Linked DNA regions of Zea mays: regions 1 and 2 are each linked to region 3. The links are chromatin contacts, called in public Hi-C maps. All regions are on one chromosome and are shown on one strand. Each heading gives the region's core, a stretch centred on a gene start, on an enhancer-like site or on the middle of the called end of the contact. The rest is flanking DNA. Distances are from core to core; before and after follow the strand shown. Region 1 holds the start of LOC103633219 (DNA repair protein RAD16). Region 2 holds the start of LOC100272356 (DNA-binding bromodomain-containing protein). Region 3 holds the start of LOC103633215 (rab3 GTPase-activating protein catalytic subunit).

Region 1 (3,016 bases), core at 311-2,810, 130 kb after region 3:
GGGCCGAAGAGAACAAGACCGGTGTCCCATCCGGCCAGCTCCGCCAGATAGGCAATGATGGCGCCCCGCGTGCCCTGTGACGACGGCGGCTCTCAGCTCCCTTACGGAAGCAGGGGGACGTCAACAAAGACTCGACCGCTCCGACAGCTGTCCCTCCGCCAAGCTCCATTGCTCCTCCGACAGCCACGACATCACACCAGCAGGGTGCCAAGATCTCTCCGGCTGCCACATTGGCATGTACTTAGGGCGCTAGCTCTCCCTCCGCTAGACACGTAGCACTCTGGTACACCCCCATTGTACACCTGGATACTTTCCTTACACCTATAAAAGGAAGGACCAGGGCCTTCTCAGAGAAGGTTGGCCGCGCGGGACCGAGGACGGGACAGGCGCTCTCTTGGGGCCGCTCGCTTCCCTCACCCGCGTGGACGCTTGTAACCCCCCTACTGCAAGCGCACCCGACCTGGGCGCGGGACGAACACGAAGGTCGCGGGACTTCCACCTCTCTCACGCCCGTCTCCGACCACCTCGCCTCTCCCCCCTTCGCGCTCGCCCACGCGCTCGACCCATCTGGGCTGGGGCACGCAGCACACTCACTCGTCGGCTTAGGGACCCCCCGGTCTCGAAACGCCGACAGTGGGGTATGGATCTCTACCCATACCCGTACCCGTCGGGTATCCGTTATCCGGCGGATACACGTTACCCGCTCGCCCACTACAATTTTAGCATTCAACATCAACAACAATTTTATCACATTTCAAAAACAGTTATCATTCTAGCACACCAAATGATAATTTCAACACCAAACAACATGTCATGGATAAAAAATGAAAAATGAGAATTAAGGATAATATATTAAATCCGGATTGCCCAAATTTCAGACATCCATTGGGTAACGGGTATGGATACTGGATATCTATACCCGCGAAAAAATATCCATGGATACCTTATTATATCCATAACCGTACCCGTGGATACCAAATTCCACCATATCCATATCCAATGGATAATTATCCGCAGTTATTTACATATACCCGTACCCATTGCCATCCCTAAACTAAACTGCTGCAGTATATAAGCCTCTTCTATATTATACTGCGTATATTTTAGGCATGTTTGGGACAGCTCCAGCTCCAAAAAATTTGGTGTAGCAGGTCATTAGGTGTTCCATAAAATTGTGAAGTTAGAGCCGTAAGCCTTTAGAAAACATTTAGATAAGTCATCTTGTTTATTATTTAGATTTAAAACATTTTGAAAACTATTTAAATTGATATTATCAACTACAGCTCCACACCAGAGGCTCTAGTAGGGCTCTCTAGGATCCGAAACGGAAGGAGGGGCTTGAGCCTGCTCGTCCCACCGTTAGATCGGCCTCTGGTTGCGGTAATAGAAAACCATCATTTTCTATATTCTAAAACCCTATATTTTTTTATCTTCTTTTGTACACAATCTCTATGATACTTATTTTTCTTCACAGGTTATCATCAAAACTTTCCGAAAAAGGCTGAAGAAAAACCCTTTAAAACTGAATCAAACATGCCCACTGGAGGCTCTAGTAGGGCTGTTCGCACAAGCCACAGGACAGACGACCAGCGTGCACCCGACCAAGCGAACAGGAAGCGCCGCCTCTGCCGACCGGGCCAGGGGCCTCCTTCCGCAGGCCGCAGCACACTTCCCCGCTCCGCTGACCCGGCCAGCCACAACCCACAAATGGAAGCGGGCTCCTTCCCCAGCAAGTTCCCGCCAATTCCCGCGGGCGACAAAACCTAGTATCCTACCAAATCTCCGCCCCAAAATCCCCCAAACCACCCTTCCAATCCCCAGTCCTAATCACTCCACCCACTCGGCCGCTTCTCCTTTCCTCCCGCGCCACCGCCTTCGCGCCGCCATGACGCGCCGAGGCAGGAACCCCTCCTCCAGTGAATCGCCGCCTAACCTGAAACCCCCATCGCTAACCTAGCATTTTCCGCGGGAACCCTAACCATCGTCGCCTCCATTGCAGGATCCAGTAGCGGCCGCCGGCGCCGCCGCGACCAGGAGGATGAGGACGACCTCCCCTCTGACGACACCTCCGACACCGATTTCGTCGCCGACTCCGGGGACGCGGTGGAGAACGACGACAGCGACGAGGAGTTCGCGCCCGATAAGGACACCCCGCCCGCGCCCGCGGTGCCCGAGGCGGCCCTGCCGCCGCCGGTGCCGATCCGGATTAAGAATCAGGCGCGGAACAGGAGGGAGAAGAGGAGGCGAGGTAAGAAGGCGAGGAGGGACGCGCCGCCCCTGCCATGGGAAGAGTGGCAGGTGGCAAACGACAGTTGGCTCGACGAGCGGAACGCAGCCGACGGGGGCGTCGAGGCCACGGACGCCACGGTGGCGGCCGTGCCGACCGCGGACCCGGCCCCGGAGGTGGTGCTCCGATTGCTGCGTTTCCAGAAGGAGTGGCTCGCTTGGGCGCTCGCGCAGGAGGCGTCCGTCACGCGGGGCGGCATCCTCGCCGACGAGATGGGGATGGGGAAGACCATCCAGGCTATCTCGCTCGTCCTAACCGCGCGCCGCCTCCGGCCCCCGGACCATCACTCCGCCGCCTCCTCGTCCAACTCCTCGGTGGGCCGCACCAAGCCCCAGGTCGGGTGCACGCTGGTCGTCTGCCCTGTGGTGGCCGTCATCCAGTGGACTGAGGAGATCGAACGCCACACTGCTAGTGGCAGCGTGCGCGTGCTCATCTACCACGGTGCCAAGCGTGTCACTCAGAGTTTCGATTTCAACAGCTATGACTTTGTTATCACCACCTACTCTACCATTGAGGCGGACTACCGGAAGCACATCATGCCGCCCAAGACTCGGTGCCAATACTGCAATAAATTGTTCTACCCCAACAAGATGAAGGTGCACTTGATGTATCACTGTGGGCCTAATGCTAAACGCACAGAAGCTCAGGCTAAGCAGCAGAGCAAGAGGAAGTGGGACAGCAGCAAGGAAAAGGTGAAGGAGAAGAGGAGGGTTCATAAGAAGGGTGATG
Region 2 (3,143 bases), core at 462-2,961, 240 kb after region 3:
TTTGTTTCATGTTTCAACGTGCAGCAAAACCTGTGAAATCCTGATGAATCCCCTGATTGACCAGTCAGTCGATTCACCAAGCATGTCCTGGGGTTTGCTGCTTCGTTTGCGCTGCAGTTTGTTCAAGTGACCCGGGGGGAGGGGAGTGAATTAACTAGTAGAGCATACCAGAACGGTCAGAGAGTGCAGCCAACAACCTGCACGTTTTACATTTTTACGGTCATAGTTACTGTTGCTGGGGTCAGATACGACCAGCGTGATTTTTTTTTCTTATCTTCGAATTCAAAAACCAATCAAAAGCAAATGAAAAACGGCAGCACGCGTGTGTCGGAGTTACTATTACTTATCAGTTTCTCGCACGGTCGCACCCTACTTGCCTACTACAGCTGTATTAGATATGTCTAGATGTCTATGTATCTGCTTCAACTCGTATGTCTTGGAACGAATTAAAAAAACCTTAGGCTTCGTTCGTTTAGAGGAACTAATCTTTAGTCTCTATTTTATCAAACAGAAAACCTAGTAGAAGCTAATTGACTTTAGTCTCTACTCCCTCATATTGGTGTTAAAAGGGACTAAATGATAGTATTAATTATTGCCCTTGCCTAGAAAACTAGCATGAAAGGAAAAAAAATGATATTTTGGTTTTTTATGTGTTGCATTTAATGTATTTAGAATCTGTTCAGTCTCTATAACCAAATATGGTATGGACTAAAGTTTAGTCCAGAGACTAAACTTTAGTCTAAGACTAATAGAGCTACACAAGGCCTTAAATTTAATCTTCACTCTAATCTATATTTACATTTATGGATACATACATGGACGCCCAAACGTCCCCTAAATAGAAACCAAGTTACAGCTATCAGAAATTCCTAACTGGGCCGAGAGCTATTTTCTACTTGCAGTATTCTGTACGCCAGTCCAAGCTACCCCATCATTATCCCACTATTCATTTCAAATTTCACTCTATAAAAAAATACAATCTACACTACAAAGTAGTGCAACACAATTTTTATACGGTTATATACATCTACTGACCGCAACCTAATTATTCAGGGGAAGAGTTATATGTAGCTCATCTATCTGCTAGAGCCAAAATTGAGAAGGGTGGCCCAAAAGCAATGCATGACTCTAAAACAGTGATCACGCTTAATTAATCACAACCGCCAAACCTACCACTTTGCGACATCTATACCACTGTTACATCAGATTTTATTTCTTTGCTGACAAATATACACATTTTGTTTGCGGGGTCATGGCTTAGAGCCTATTTAGATCCATGGTGCTAATGTTTTGCACCTAAGAGCAGTTTACAAGAAACAAGAAAGTAAGAGGTATTGAGCGTAGAGGGTTGTCAACTCCAAGTAGGGTGTGTTGTCAAGTGAGAAAGACTGACAATACTTTTTTAAGAAAAGATCGCAGCTGATCAACCAAAGAAATTTTAACTTTCTTATAATCTAAAGTTATTTTTCCATGATCTATATTTGTAATAAATTTTCATTAAATAGATCCTTAACTAAGGTGTAATGTTGGATCTTTTCAGTTTTAGCAGTGGTGGTGCATGGGTTGTTATTTCAGCAGGGCAAAACAGGTAGGAGACATGGATGCACATGTAGTCATGTACTCACGAATTTTTGTAAAACTAATAATTTCGACCAAATTTTCAATATATATACACCATTTATAATTTATTACTATGCACCCTTGAGTATTTGCACCTTACTCTTGATTCGCTTAGCTTTGCCACTGTATTTCATTATTACAAAAAAAATCTCCATATAATAGATACGCTGCCACCTGCCAGTAAAAATCTTGACCTACAATCTATTTTACTCAGAACATATGCACAAATAATAAAAATTGCCGCGCCTTTTGTAGTTTTGTGCTCGGCACTGAATACCGACATTTTATGTGATTGCTAGTCAAGAAAAGATTAGAAAAAAAAGCAATAGAAAATGCAAGGAGACCACGCGATATTTCCTGGTGCAAAGCAGGCTTGTGTCCCTAGCAGGCCATGTGGGAAAGGAGAAACTGGACCCCGGGAAAGACGGGCATGAATTTATTATATATCGAATATAAAAAGGACCAGAAATTGTCGTGCTGTCAGAGAAGATCGAGAGCGGTGCGGGAAAAAAATAAGAGGAGAGAGAAAATCTGAAAGCAACGCGGTCTGGCCGCTACGTAGACCTGGCCCATGCACCAAAACCTGAGATACACCTTCAGATCTCCCGTCCCGGACCTCTTTGGCGGCAAACGGACAACTCAAATATATGGAAGGAACCGGACTCGGCTGGCTCGGTGTTTGTTTGAACTCATACGCAGCGAAAGAAGTGTCTTTTTTAGCTCGGTGTTTGTTTGAATTCATACACAGCGAGAGATGAGCTTGGTGTTATCTACTACAGCTACAGGTCCAACAAATAATTAGATATTTTATTAGCTAAATCTGTTCGGATCCTTACCTAGAAGCTTAAGAGAACATTGGAGATTTATACGGCCAAAAAAGTTTTTGCAAGTGTAAAATATGAGTGGTTTACGTGGAATGCTCAAGCATGTTATAAATCCACTATATTATCGTGAACGCAGCACAAGAAAAATGTGTCTAAGTATTTAATGTAACTAGTGTATTTATAATATTTTATATCAAACCTTTTGCTCTTTAAGATGACGGTCAGTACTCCATCGACCAAACTCTGGCAGTAGTTATACGCTAATTCATTTCTGTTGTACCTAGTCGGCAATAATTCCACTCTTCCATGGACCAAGCTCATCGTCCTCCCGGAGGAGAGAGGAAGAAGAGAGCAGCAAAAGTAGCCGTAGTGGTTGGTGTGGAAGCAAGGCGAGAGAGGGGAGATAGGGATAGGAAGAGAGAGTGTGTGGAAGCTAGGAGAGAGATAGAGATGGACACGCAGAGACGCAAGCGAGAGAATTGCTAAACAAACAAAAGGAGCCGCAAGGAAGAGAAAAAAAGTGGAAAGGCGAGCAAGAAAGAGAAGGGCGGCGAACCAAACCCCAAGGAGGCCAAGACGCGGACGGCAGCAGGCAGGCAGGCAGGCAGCCATGCCGCGGACGCCGTCGCTATCGCCATCGCCGTCGCCGTCGCCGGAGAGGCACCAGCACCAGCCCGCGCGCCGGAGGGGCGGCGCAGC
Region 3 (2,880 bases), core at 214-2,713:
TGAAATTGTATTAAAAAGACTACAATAAAAAATTGAGTTACAAAAGGGAAAAGCCTAGCTATCTCAGATTAATTAGGCCGCATAAATACTGCTATTAGTGCTGAACTATGTCTACATCTGTCCTTGGTTTGATATGATCCCTTCTGTTTATTTTTCTGCAACATAATTGTTCTCACTTGTTGGAACCTATTTGGAAGTAAATTATGATTATAGTTTCTAGGTGATACTATGATTTATAGGAACACCATAATATTTTGTGTCATAAGGTGTATGGTTTGCATTGATTTTAATTATAGTATTTTGCATAACATGGTGTTTTTAGAGTATTGAAAACTTCATTTCATTATGAAGTTTTTATTTTTCTGAGGCAATATAAAGTTTTTATAATATGGCTAGCTTTTACATAAATACTATGGTATAATGTTATACTCAAATAGTAGCTAGTATTTTTTTAGTTGGCTAAACTATGATACTACCGTGATAATTATAAAGTGCAGTTGTAAAATCATAATTTTAACAAACATTATTACCATCTGCCAAGCTTTTATAATGGAGGTAGAGTCGTGTGACACTTTGCTACACTGCTCAGATCTCCTTATTAAAGTATCACATGGTTGGATCATGTCCGACTTCAATTACATGTTCTCACTGCTGTCACATGCTTATACAAGAGTGGTTACCTTTATATTTAATTTTAAATAAAAAATATTTTAGCTCTTCTAATTCTCTCCAGTCTTCGCGCTCCCAAACTAGTCCGAAGAGATGGAAAGATTTTGGGAGGAGTTTCGAAAAATTACCAACACAATATGTGCGGGTTCGAGTTGAGCCATTCGCTTTCGCTGAGACTGGAACTTCACTGCTCGGTTCGTGGTGAAATCTTCCAGAATTCCCGGCCGTTAAAATTTGGTCGCTGATTGACTCTGTCTATCGCGCACACGGTTCTGTCGGTGATTATTGTCGTACCTTGACTAAAAAGGGTGTAGCAGATGATCAGCCGGGAAGAGGTCCCAGATGGAGTCCTGAGCAGTGAAGAAAGCTTGTACGTGCTCGCGTGACACGAAACCGAGGAATTTTACATGAGCAGAGAAATGTTCAAATGGCATCGTGATTGCAGCGCGAAAGCGACGCTGTGATCTCAACGGCTCCGTAAACAAACACACACACACACACACCACGGAAAGCTATGCCATTTTCTTCTACAAGCATGTGTAGCCAAGTTACAAAAGACAAATGGCGTACTTTCTAAACACGAGTATATCCATCAACGAAAGACAAACCACGTCTTTTTTGGTTGCATAGTGTGTGTGTAGTATACGGCCTGAGATCCCGATGCGTCTTTGACGTCTTCGTAATTCATACACCATGAAACTTCCCTCGTGCCAGATACATCGCCATCATCAGCTGCTGACCCCTTCAAAGTGATAGTGCCCTATAAATATACCAGATCAAGCAAGGACACGGTAGAAAAACAGCTCAAAAAACTCACACAAGCCATGCCCATGTCCACGATGCCACCACCACCGCCGCCCCATCACAGCCCAGCCATCCAACGGCCGAGCACGACCGGATCGGACGTGCCCCTGAATTTCCACCGCTGCCACTACCAAATCCCGTTTTTTAAAATCAAAATACAAGGCTCCCTTCTTCCAGTCCCCCGTGCTCCGGCTCCCCTTCCTCCGCATGTTCCCACCTCCTGCGCGGCCCCGGGTCACTGCCAGGTAGGCCACACCATGCAGCCGCCGCAGTCGCTGGTGTCCCGCGCGCGCACCGCGATCCACTCCGCCGCCGCCCGCGTGCTCACCGACATCAAGGCCGACCTCCGAGGTACGTGTGCCGTCGGCGCGGGGTCCTCGCGCTCGCTGTTCGCTCTCGCTTCCGAATCTGATGAGCTCCCGGGCGGGGGATGGGGTGGGATCGGTTGTGGTGGGTGGGGGCGCAGATGCCGAAGGATCCGGCGGGCGTAGCCGGGCGCCGTCGCCGAGGACGTCTCTGGATCGGGAGGCCGCCGAAGCGAGCGCCACGGGGCGGGAGCCGGACGTGAAGCCGCCGTCGCCGCGTGATGAGGTACGGGGTTCTTGTCGTTCTACTCCTCCAACTGGGTGCTGCTCCATTCAGTCCGGTGCTCGCGCGGGTTGGTGGTAATGGTGCTGAATCCGAGCAGTTGAGCTGATTGTGACGGAGAGATTGGTGAATTGATGTCGACTTGTGGTGGAAGTGGTTGCTGTTCCAGGCAGTTGAACTGCTATTGGCTTGTGTGCTTCTCTGTTCTCACAGTGTGGCTCAGCAGAATCGTGAAGCTCTGGATTCAAGCTTTGCGGAGGCTTGTTAGAAAATCAAGGCCTTTCAGTTAGTAGTAGTTACCCTGTCACTTCTTTGTTGGGCTTTGTCAATGCTCCAGGGTGTAGATTCCATGGAAGCATATGGCTGTGTGTGCTGAGCCTCCCCTGAGCAATTTTTTTATGACGAACTGGGGCAGTTGGGTGTGTTAAACACAGCCAAATGGAGCATTCGGTTCTGGTGGATTGGACTGGATATTGAGTTTGCGGGAGCTGTTAGGGACAATATTCATAATTCTGCAGTTAGTATCGAAACCCCCTTTTTTTTGTTAAGTACACAAAAGGCCTCTTTGTTGGATGCTTAAATTCTCTATTTCATTTCATTTCTTGTTATAAGCACAATTGGCTATTTAATCAGCTGGATCTTCACGTATGCTACTCAAAACTTCGTGGTCCCAGGTCCTAGAAATAAGCCCCCCAGAGAACGAGGATTCCTCAAGCATACCAACTGAATCAACCTGTTCAACAAAACTGACCTTTCCTCCAGCTTCAATAGTTAAACAACTGGTGTCTGCCATTGAGTAAGTTCATGTTCCTTAGCAAG

The links. A called contact is a pair of places that touch in the nucleus more often than the background predicts.
Region 1: a contact with region 3 is called in a Hi-C map of tassel, with 4 times the contacts expected there. The contact joins the promoter of LOC103633219 here to the promoter of LOC103633215 in region 3. A contact is called at or near these places in 3 of 25 Hi-C or Micro-C datasets (ear, leaf and tassel).
Region 2: a Hi-C map of leaf shows a contact between it and region 3, with 3 times the contacts expected there. The contact joins the promoter of LOC100272356 here to the promoter of LOC103633215 in region 3. A contact is called at or near these places in 13 of 25 Hi-C or Micro-C datasets (ear, endosperm, leaf and 3 more).

What each region holds. Positions count from the first base shown.
Region 1 is chr7:161,583,023-161,586,038 of Zm-B73-REFERENCE-NAM-5.0, forward strand. It overlaps LOC103633219 (DNA repair protein RAD16), which reads left to right and starts at 1,561. Exons shown (of 15, transcript XM_008654914.4): 1 at 1,561-1,898; 2 at 2,000-3,016. The coding sequence starts at 1,886.
Region 2 is chr7:161,690,940-161,694,082 of Zm-B73-REFERENCE-NAM-5.0, forward strand. It overlaps LOC100272356 (DNA-binding bromodomain-containing protein), which reads left to right and starts at 1,712. Exons shown (of 9, transcript XM_008652814.3): 1 at 1,712-3,143. The coding sequence starts at 3,055.
Region 3 is chr7:161,448,161-161,451,040 of Zm-B73-REFERENCE-NAM-5.0, forward strand. LOC103633215 (rab3 GTPase-activating protein catalytic subunit) reads left to right here and starts at 1,464. Exons shown (of 13, transcript XM_008654909.3): 1 at 1,464-1,824; 2 at 1,940-2,064; 3 at 2,736-2,857. The coding sequence starts at 1,494.